2 separate regions of the Mus musculus genome follow, and region 2 is linked to region 1. A link is a contact called in public HiChIP or PLAC-seq data. All regions are on one chromosome and are shown on one strand. Each heading gives the region's core, a stretch centred on a gene start, on an enhancer-like site or on the middle of the called end of the contact. The rest is flanking DNA. Distances are from core to core; before and after follow the strand shown.

What was found. HiChIP or PLAC-seq counts read pairs in DNA pulled down with a chosen protein or histone mark.
Region 2: a contact with region 1 is called in an H3K27ac HiChIP or PLAC-seq map of acute myeloid leukemia, with 3 times the contacts expected there. The contact joins two enhancer-like sites.

Annotation. Positions count from the first base shown.
Region 1 is chr13:36,313,188-36,318,615 of GRCm38.p6, reverse strand. All of the region lies in intron 4 of Fars2 (phenylalanine-tRNA synthetase 2 (mitochondrial)), which reads right to left. Among named protein-coding and RNA genes, the nearest start is that of Gm40912, 110 kb to the right of the region's middle. Within about 2 kb of position 3,610, at least 38 of the 459 cell types and tissues checked have an H3K27ac peak or open chromatin away from gene starts, as enhancers often do. A contact at or near this core is called in acute myeloid leukemia, where this site is marked.
Region 2 is chr13:37,146,715-37,151,360 of GRCm38.p6, reverse strand. No RefSeq gene overlaps it. Among named protein-coding and RNA genes, the nearest start is that of Gm30549, 78 kb to the right of the region's middle. Within about 2 kb of position 2,535, at least 66 of the 459 cell types and tissues checked have an H3K27ac peak or open chromatin away from gene starts, as enhancers often do. A contact at or near this core is called in acute myeloid leukemia, where this site is marked.

The sequences.
Region 1 (5,428 bases), core at 2,361-4,860:
CTTTTAATCACATACCTGTGATAATATTGTACCTATAATCATAGCTTGAATACAACAAATAGATTTAAATTCTGGAAGTTTAAGCTCTTATCTGATCTACCTTAAAAATAAGGAGAAAATAGGTTAAAAAATTTAAGGGATGAATACAAATTTAGTGAACATGTAATAATAGCACCACAGGCAGGTGTGTAGCCAGATAAGTCTTCTATGACTGATGTGTGGCTACATCAACTACCTATGTTAACCAAATAACACTTAAAAATTACAAGTCATCCATACTATTGAATCTTGTTTTGCAGCCCATTTTAGGATGGCAAGGCACTGAACATCCTGTTCAGCCAAAGTTCACGGTACTGCACTCTTAGATCCTCCCAGAACCATGTTAGTAGTTCTAGCCCAGGAAATAGGTGTGAAGGGACATGTGTCCTTGTGGCATGAGGCACTTCTATGAGGTCAGACCTAGGAGATGATTGGATGGAGCTGTGACTGTGAAACAGGCCTGCTCTACTGCTGAGTACCCAGTGGTCCCTGCTGACTCATCCAGCACTTCCAAGAGCAGGGCATATGCATTTGTTGTGCTAAGTGACTGGGATTCTGAGAGTTTGTTTCTTTCCTGCCACAGCAGCTCCTGCTTAATTACCCAGACTAACACAGACAGCGAACTAAATTACATACATAAGGCTGTGCATCTCCAAGTCGAATGCCGTGCCAAATGTAATTAATACCACTTGAGCAACTGAATACAAATCTACTGTACTGATACTGTGCTACTATTATTTATTTTAAATGGTGTGCTAAATTATACATTAAATTTAAAATGCTACAGGTGTATAAAATGTAAATAAATTCACAAAATTATGAATGTAGAAAAAGACCAAACTAAAATGTTTAATGTAGCTTTATCATCAGTCACTTGGAACCCTGATGCTCTGCCAAGCAATGCCAACACCATGCATAGTTTGCTTCAGGTGCAATGTTTTCCTTTCCACTTGGAGATTTCACTCCATGGGAAATTCCTGAATAGATTTCCCCTGTGCCCCTCAGTACCTCTCTTTCTTATAGTCTGTCATTTGCATCCTGAGTGGCACCACGCCTGTGTAATAACCATAAAAGTTACTATTACTATAGCCAGGTAAATAAATTTCTTTACATTTTGTACTTGCAAATTATTTCACCTATGTTACAATAAGGGGGGAGGGGGGGGCTGACCAGTCATGTTCAGGGTGCCTCCGGTGACTTATCCCCACAGGCATGCTGAGACTAGTCTGTACATTTGGGAGGAGCTAAAGTTGGTGTCAAGTAGAGTTGCTCACAACAAGTGACAGAGCAAACTGAAAATGGCTTTCCTTTGTATTACAGTAAGAAAACTTTTATCCAACTGGAAGGGGAATTCTCTAAGCCCAGAATTTCCATATTTAAAATTCCTACTTTAACACATTCACAGCAAATTTCCATATATGTTTAGAGTTTCAGTCTCTCTTGACAAGGCTCTCTTGACAACTGATAAAACTGTGCTATCCCCAGTTACTGTTCCAGCATCGGACTCAGCTACCCACATCTGAGAGGAGCAAGATGCATGTTACTCTGGCGTGAATTTCCTTCCACTAAACACTTCACTTGGTTGAGAAGAATCTCATTGTAAGCCATGCGATGTGACTGGGTGGTTAGCAGATTACTTGTGCTTCGTTATGAGTTTGGCTGAATAGTTTGTGAATCTGCAAGACACAGAATTACTTTAAAGTCACAGTACACGTGGAGCATTCCTAGATTCCCTTTATCTTTTATTATTTTTCCTGTCCCAATTTGCACTTTAATTTCCTGTTTTCTACGATGTATTTGATGTTTTTCTATAATCACTCTTCAACCTCGTGTGTTCCACGAGAGCATGCAGGTGAGCACATGAGGGGAAGCAGCAGTGCGTTACCCTGACTACTAAACATGCTTTAAAGTGTTATTTTATGTCCATGGCTGCATGTATGTACGTATGTGTACCATATGTATTTCTGGTACCTGTGGAGGTTAGAAGAGCCTGTCAGACTCCCTGGAGCATGGGAGGTTGTGAGCCATGTGGGAAGTGAGATCCAGACTTGGGCCCTCTGTAAGAGTGGCAAGTGCTCCTAACCACTGAGTCATCTCTCCAGACAGTAAACATTTTTTTAATCTAAAAAAAAAATTAGTTTTGAATATTAAGAATGTGTAATAGCACATTACACATTCTTATAAGGTTGCCATACTCAGAAACCCCAGCAGATCTCTGTCAAGTACCTAAGTACTGACTAAGACAACAACTTACCCAAGGACTTAGTGTTCATTTTCTGGGCCTGAGGGCTGCAAAAGAGACTAGTGAACACAACTGGGTAATAAACAGTAGTTACCATGACAATCTCAGCCCACTGCCTCCCTAGATGCAGAAGAAGTTCTGGAACAGAAGGCCTAGAGGAAAAGCCAGGAAGGGGTTGGGGGAAGCAGCACCAAGAACAAGAATGCAAGAACACTACGGTTGCACTTTAATCATAAATGAACGCCTTAGATGTTCCTTCGCTCATCCCAAGTCATTCTTCAACCCAAGGCTAAGTGAACCTTCCTGGGACATCTTTCCACAGCCTTCTGGAGTAGGACAGATTCCCACTAACTGCTTGTTGTATGCTATTTGATAATCACTTAATGCTACAAATGGAAACCTCCTCTGAAGCAGGCACTGCTTGCTCTGGGTGTGAAATGTAAGTACATGGAAGAGCTCTGCTCCTTTCCCTAGTAGCTAATAAAGTCACTGCCTACCCTAGGCACAGAACTTCTAGATTCTGTTTCTTCCCTTATGAAAGAAATCATTTGTACTCCCTTATTCCCACCTCTGTCACCTGCTCTTGAGAACCTCACTTCTGTAGCTATGACTAGAGAATGAAAGCTGGAGGATGGTGATGAGTCAAGCCAAGGAGATCCCAGGCAGGACCGACAGTGGACCGGCTACCTTCCCATGGCTTAGCAGGACTGACGGTGGGTTGGCTACCTTCCCATGGCTTAGCAGGACCGATGGTGGACTGGCTACCTTCCCTTAGCTCCTGAAGCTTCCTGGAGGATGGCAATGAGTCAAGCCCGGGAGAGCCCTAGCAGGACCAATGGCGGGTCTTTCCCTCACTTCTGAAGCTTCCTTTAAAGACTCTCCCATAACCAACTCTGCAGTTTCCCCACTTCTGTGCTACTACTTTTGTGCCCAACATTGCTGCCTACTATGCCCCCTACTGGCTACTACTGTTTAACTCTTATTTGCTACTGAAAAAAAAAAAAAAACCGAACAAATGGAGGCATTAATTCCTAAAAAACAAAGAGACAAACAACAGGCAGCACATTTGCTAGGTGCCTTGCTTGGCCATCTCTATCGCAGTTGTGTTTTCCTTACATCTACTTCTGAAATCCCTAGCACTGTAACCTTCCTGAGTTCCCTTCAAAAATGGGAATGCACAGGTCCTAAGAGGGACAATCAACATAAATGACCTGTGAGAAACCCAAGAGGGAAGTGTGTTCTTGTTTCACTTCACTTTAATGCCTCTGAAACTGATTGCAAGACTGTACGTCAGCACATAACCACAGACAGTGAACTACCTTGGGTGGGAAGGGACAGACGTGAACTCTGACACTTACTCTGCTTCTGATCCAGCTGCCTCTGACTCCACAGGCCTTCTATTCATGAAAACAATTCAACTCCCCACCTCCTTCCATTTTTTACTTTAGTTGGCTTTTCACTATTAAAACTAGAGTGTTAATAGCCTATGTTTACTGTCCCCTGTTCTGAAACTTGTTTAACCAATATATGCAAAGGACCTGATTGCTGAGCATATATACCTGGCCGCAAGTCCCTTGCATGATATCTGGCCCTGACCTATCCCTAGTTTATTTTTGGTTCTCAATCAGCACTTGAAGTAATGACAGCCCTGCTTATCTTACTTTTATAACTTGAGGACCTAGAAAAAAAAACAATAAAAATAAATATGTACAAACAAAGCCTCGATGGTCTGAAAGACCAGAGAGTACAGATTTAATAAGGAAGACAGACCGCAACCTTGGAACATCGGCCCCTGAAATGACTCTGCATTAGTCAATCCCGCCTACTAGCCAATTCCTATGTTTAGGGGTGAAGTTCCTGTGGCAGTGAATTCCCCAAAGGACACGAGGGGAGTGGTGCTGCTCACTCAGGTTTACAACACACTTGGCCAAGTGCCTCGCTTTGTTTCTCTTTCCCCTAAAACATATTCGGAAATGTGAGGTAACATAAGCAATAAAGTCCTTCTATTTTAATTTGTGGCATATAACGAAGTTTCCTGTCTAGGCCTGTATTTTATTCTTTGTGGCTGAGGCATTATTTCTTAATTGTGTCTGCCCCTACAGTTACTTGGGAAAGTTGCCCATAAGTGATTAATTAGCTTTTTGATTATTATGTTTAAGAGTCTTGAGGACTTTAAGCATGTACACCTGAAAATTAAAATTTATCAACATTAGCATAATGAAATAAAATGATTTTATGTAACTATGATTTATATTTTTTCAGTAAGTTCGTTAAGCATAATTTATAGGTTATTTTTCCTCCCACAACTCCTTTTATTCTCTTCATTTCCACCTTCAGGGAAATTTCATATTTCTCTAATCCTGGCTTATATACAAAGTTTTCGTCTTATCACCTATTATATTGCTCTGTCTTCTTGTCTGTCCCTCCATTCCCCCTTTTCATTTGTTTTTAAGCAGAGTCCAGGCAATCCTTGGTAAGCTGTGGGGCACCTGAACCAGCTGGCTTCTCATTCTCCCGCAACATCCTGATGGCCAGCAGTTGAGACCTAGGATCAGTGACAGAGCCTGTCTCAAAGGAATGAGGCAGAGTGTGGGAGAGGAAACCAGTGCCCTCTTCTAGCCATGCAGGCATATAAAGGCGCATGCACTACCCACACATGTACCACACTTGTACAGATACACATTGGGAAATTTTGAAAATATAAGGCTTCAGGAAAAAATTAAAGGAGGCAGGGCAACAACAAAAATGCCAACAATACCAATTCAATTTGAACAAAGAAAACACGAATACAAGACTTTGCTTCCTTGTAAGAATTCTGTAAATCACAACCCTTTCTTCCCATCCATAGATAGAAATGAGTTAAACTCTCAGCCTGATGAGCTGGAGCGATGGCTCAGCAGTTCCCAGCACCTGCTGCTGCTGTAGAGAAGCCTGGTTCTGTTCACAGTGGCCACATCAGACAGCTCACACCTGCCTGGCACTCCAGTTTCAGGGGATCTGATAGTATCCTCTTCTGAGCTTCACTAATGAGGTACACATATATCCACTGAGACACACACGTGAACACAAAATATATAAATGTTAATTAAAAATCTCCTAGCTCAAGACAGGAGGGCTTACCATTATAATCTTTACATTGCATAAGAA
Region 2 (4,646 bases), core at 1,286-3,785, 830 kb before region 1:
GCACAATAAGATCTGGGACTTGTAGTTATTATTGGTGAGTGGGTAATTGGGGAGAGGATGCCAAGTGGGGAGGGCAACACTGGAGAATTGAACTGTATTGTAACTCAGTTGTCCCTCAGTGTTCTCAGGAGATTGCTTCAAGGACTCTCAAATGTCCCCAAATCCCAGGATGCTCACATGGCTTCTACAGAACTGTACAGTGTGAGCCTTGCCTTCTGCACACTTTAACCAATCTCCAGAGACTTAGAATACTTAATGCGATGGAAATGTATGTAAATAGCGGTTTTGCTGCCTTGTTTCAGGATGACAAAAAATTGTGTTTATATTCAGTACTCAAGTCCTTTCTCGATAAAATATTTTCTATCCTTGACACAATCCCATGGGTATGAAGGCCACCTATGCTTGTGTTTAGGCTGTTTAGTGTGTGCACAGCAGTTCATTATAATATTTATCCTTGTATATAAAAATATTTAATATTGATGGGTTTTTAAAAATGCCAGTAAACCTAAAGTAAAAGGATTGGAATGCAGGAGATGAGGACCTAGTGGGTCAGAAATGAAACATCATATGCCTTATGAATAAGATTATATTAATATATATAATATATCTTATATATAAGTCTGAATAGTCAAATCTTAACCAACTTGAAAGAGTGTAGATTGTTACTACCGTGTAGCTTGGGTGGCACAATTCTGAAGTTCTTGTCTTTAGGATTTAGGGTAGTCTAAATGATTGCTCATGAATGATAACTAGGGTCTTCTATCTCTTGAGTATTGACCTATTAAGCCATTGAACAGGCATAGGCTGAACCCTGGATGCAGGACTGGGAGACAATAAAACAGCTGTTCTCAATCCAATCATTGCAAAGGAGTCTTAAAAAGCAATCTGGAATACACAATTGTTTTATAGCCTGTGAGGTCTTTTTTTTAAAAAGATGTAAATAAAAGATATAAATTTAAATGTAAATAAAAATGAGAAACAACATACTAGGATCAATTCTAACTTAGCACATTATAACTTACAGCAGTCAAAATATTGAAGATTTAGGAGTCTTGTGTTTAAAAAGTTTTTAAGGGTAGTATGAATGGTGCCCACTTTCTTCTTGCACTAGAGCCTCCTCTTTGGGAGGAGGCTCTCCCTGGGCACAGCCACACCCAGCATCTCAGCTTGCATTATTTTCCAGCCAGATGGCCTTCCCACTTTCAATGCCTCAAGAACTCAGAGTTTCTTCAACATTTATTTTTTGCCGATGTCACTTTCTCTGGACATCTTCATCCTTCCTTCACAGCCATTTCCTAGTTCTTATGTGCAAACCCATCTTCCTGGTTCCTCTTGCTGCTAGGGAAGGCCTTCTAATGGGGTAACACCCACATCCTTAGAGTCAGCTATTTCCTTTAGAACTCAGACCACTGCTTTTCAAATTGAATTTCTTTATGACATTATCACTTTTTGTGACTTTGTTGTTCTCTTTGTATATTGCTAGGCAATTCTTTCCTCCTACTCATTACAAAAAATCAAACAAACAGCAGGCAAACAACAAAACCATAGGTTCTGGCTATGTAACTCAGGACAACATAAAACCCACTGTACGATCCATGTTATCTTGAAACTTGCAGCCCTTCTCCCTTCATTTGTCATACGATGAGATTCCAGATGTGCAGCATTAAACAAAGCCAGCCTCCTTCTTTTTTCCTTGTTTCATTTTTGACACAGAGTCTTGTGCAGCTCAGCCTGGCTTGAAGTCACTATGTGGCTGAGGCTGGCCTTCAACTCCTGATCCTTCTACCCCCACCTTTTTAGTCTTGGGCTTATAGACAAGGGACACCATACCAGGCTTGAATTCCCTCTCCTGAATATTCAGTTTTATAAAAGGTCATCAGAAGCTAAGGAATTGCTTTGCTGTCTGTATACAAACTGAAAACAGGCATAGTGACCAGTCCCCGAGGAACTCTGAAATCCCCTAGGAACTCTGAAGTAATAGCATGGCTCCTGATCACTGCAAACTCTTATTTATGTAGTGATTTGTGTTCTGACTATTAAGTAGCAGGCATTGTACTCAAAGCAATTGTTCACAGATAATTCACCCTGGTAACAGAGGTTGGAACTGGGTTGTTGGGTGACAGGCACCACTTAAGGGACTGTGGTAACAGAAATTCAACTTTATAGGAATGTCACAAAGTGTAGACTCTTGGTATCTCATCTTGAGTCAGGAAAACAAAACCAAAAATCTCTCAGCTGAGGGAAGAGGGAGAGGGAAGAGAGAGAAGGAGAGGGAAGAGAGAGAGGGAGGGGGAAGAGAGAGGGGGGAGGGAGAGGGAAGAGAAAGAGGGGGAGAGGGGGAGAGGGGGACAGGGGGACAGGGGGAGAGGGGGACAGGGGGAGAGGGGGACAGGGGGACAAGGGGAGGAAAAAGGGGGAGGGAGAGGGGTAGGGGGAAGCAGTAGTCCAGTATTGAATTGTAACACTGGAGAAATATGAGACATCTGTTTAGAAAATGCAAGAAGTGGAGCACAGGGCAGGCAGAGGCAGGAAGTGGTATACTGGGTGGGCAGAGACAAACAGGGACTGACTGAAGGAAGAAACTCTCAAAGCAAAACTACAGTGGAACTGAGACCAGCCAATTTTTTGTTTTGTTGTGTTTTAAACAGGATCTGGGTTTGTAGCCCAGGGTGATCCTGAACTCACGATCCTCCTGAAGCAGTAATGGGGAAACTGCTTCTTCCAGGGCACTGCTAAGTACTATTAAAGCACCAATTCAGTTGTTGCCAATGTTAATAAGTTCTTCAAGTTCCTGTAAGCCCACCCTCTGATGTTCTTTTTTTTTTTTTTTTTTCGGGGATAAATCAAGAGAAGGAGGGTGGGGCAATCTACCTCTGAAACTGGCAGCTATTGGATTTACCTTTGCTACTCTGGATGCCTCAAACAATAAGGCTCTCAGTCCAAGAGCCAGGCAGACTACCCTAGGGCAATGGCGGCCATTTCAAACATTCCACAGACCCCGGGTGAAAACTCCGCAATGGTTGTAGATGATTGCTCTAGCTCTTGAAGAGAAGGTTCACCCTCAGCGAGGACTGTTTCAAAGAATTTGTACCAGGCATTTGCTAAGTCCAGGTGAATCCTACTAACCCCCAAATCGTTTCTGCTGTGGGCAGAGGGAGAATGCGTCCATCGGAGGCTTAGCAGGGGGATAACTGTGACTGCAGCTAAAAAGGCAAGGCTGTGATGTTTATGTGGGTACAAACCTAAACCTTCCTTTGCTTGCGTTGCTGTACTTGCTGTAAACACTTCTCCCCTGGCTACCTAATGAGGCTCACTTGGTGAGTCAGCCTGGAGATTCCCTCCAGTGCGGCTTCTCCCAATAAAGCGAGAGGCTCGCTTCTCTTGAGCGAGCGGGTGCTTTCTTACCTACTTTTCTTAGCACAAGAGAAGCTGATGAACATGCAGAAGGGAGCATCAGGGACAGCAGTGTGGTGGTGAGGGCTGAGCAGTTGGTACAGAGCAAGCTGCAGGGTCAGCAAGGCAGCCAGATGCGTGACAGCTGACACAGAGACCGAGGAACAGCTTGAGAGTACAGCCAGGGCAAACAACACGGGCAAGGATGGAGGTAAAGATGAATCTAGGGAATGACGGGATGCTGAGGCTGAAGAGGGTGAAAGGCGATAAACCCAGAGAAGAGAAACCGCAAGCTCCGCTTCCTAGAAGAGTTTTAAAGCAATGGTTCGTTCTCAACCTTTTTTGTGTTGTTTTGTTTTTTATTTTTTGTTTTTGTTGTTGTTTGTTTTTTTCGAGACAGGGTTTCTCTGTACAGACTTTGCTGTCTTGGAACTCACTTTGTAGACCAGGCTGGCCTCGAACTCAGAAATCCACCTGCCTCTGCCTCCCAAGTGCTGGGATTAAAGGCGTGCGCCACCATGCCGGGACCCTTTAATATAATTCCTCATGTTTTGGTGACCCTCCCCTCTTACACACGTTCTCGCGACCGGCCAGGAAGAATGCAACAAACCGGAATCTTCTGTGGCAAAAGCTTTATTGCTTACATCTTCAGGAGCCAGAGAGCAAGAGAGCAAGAGAGCAAGAGAGCAAGCGAGCAAGAGAGCAAGAGCTCTATTGCTTACATCTTTAGGAGCCAGAGCGCAAGAGCGCAAGAGAGCAAGAGCAAGAGCTCTATTGCTTACATCTTTAGGAGCAAGAGAGCAAGAGCTTTATTGCTTACATCTTTAGGAGCCAGAGCGCAAGAGAGCAAGAGTGCAAGAGTGCAAGAGAGAGAATGGTGAAACCCCGTCCCTTTTAAGGAGAATTATCCTCCGCCTAGGACGTGTCACTCCCTGATTGGCTGCAGCCCATCGGCCGAGTTGTCATCACAGGGAAGGCAGAGCACATGGAGTGGAGAACTACCCTTGGCACATGCACAGATTATTTGTTTACCACTTAGAACACAGGATGTCAGCGCCATCTTGCAACGGCGAATGTGAGGGCGGCTTCCCACACTCCCCAACCATTTTATTTTTGTTGTTACTTCACAATTATAATTTAGCTACTGTCTTAACATAATTATCTGTGTTTTCTGATGCTCTTAAGCAATTTCTGTGAAAGGGTCCTTCAACCCCCCAAAGGGGTTGTGACCCTCAGGTTGAGAGCCACTGTTC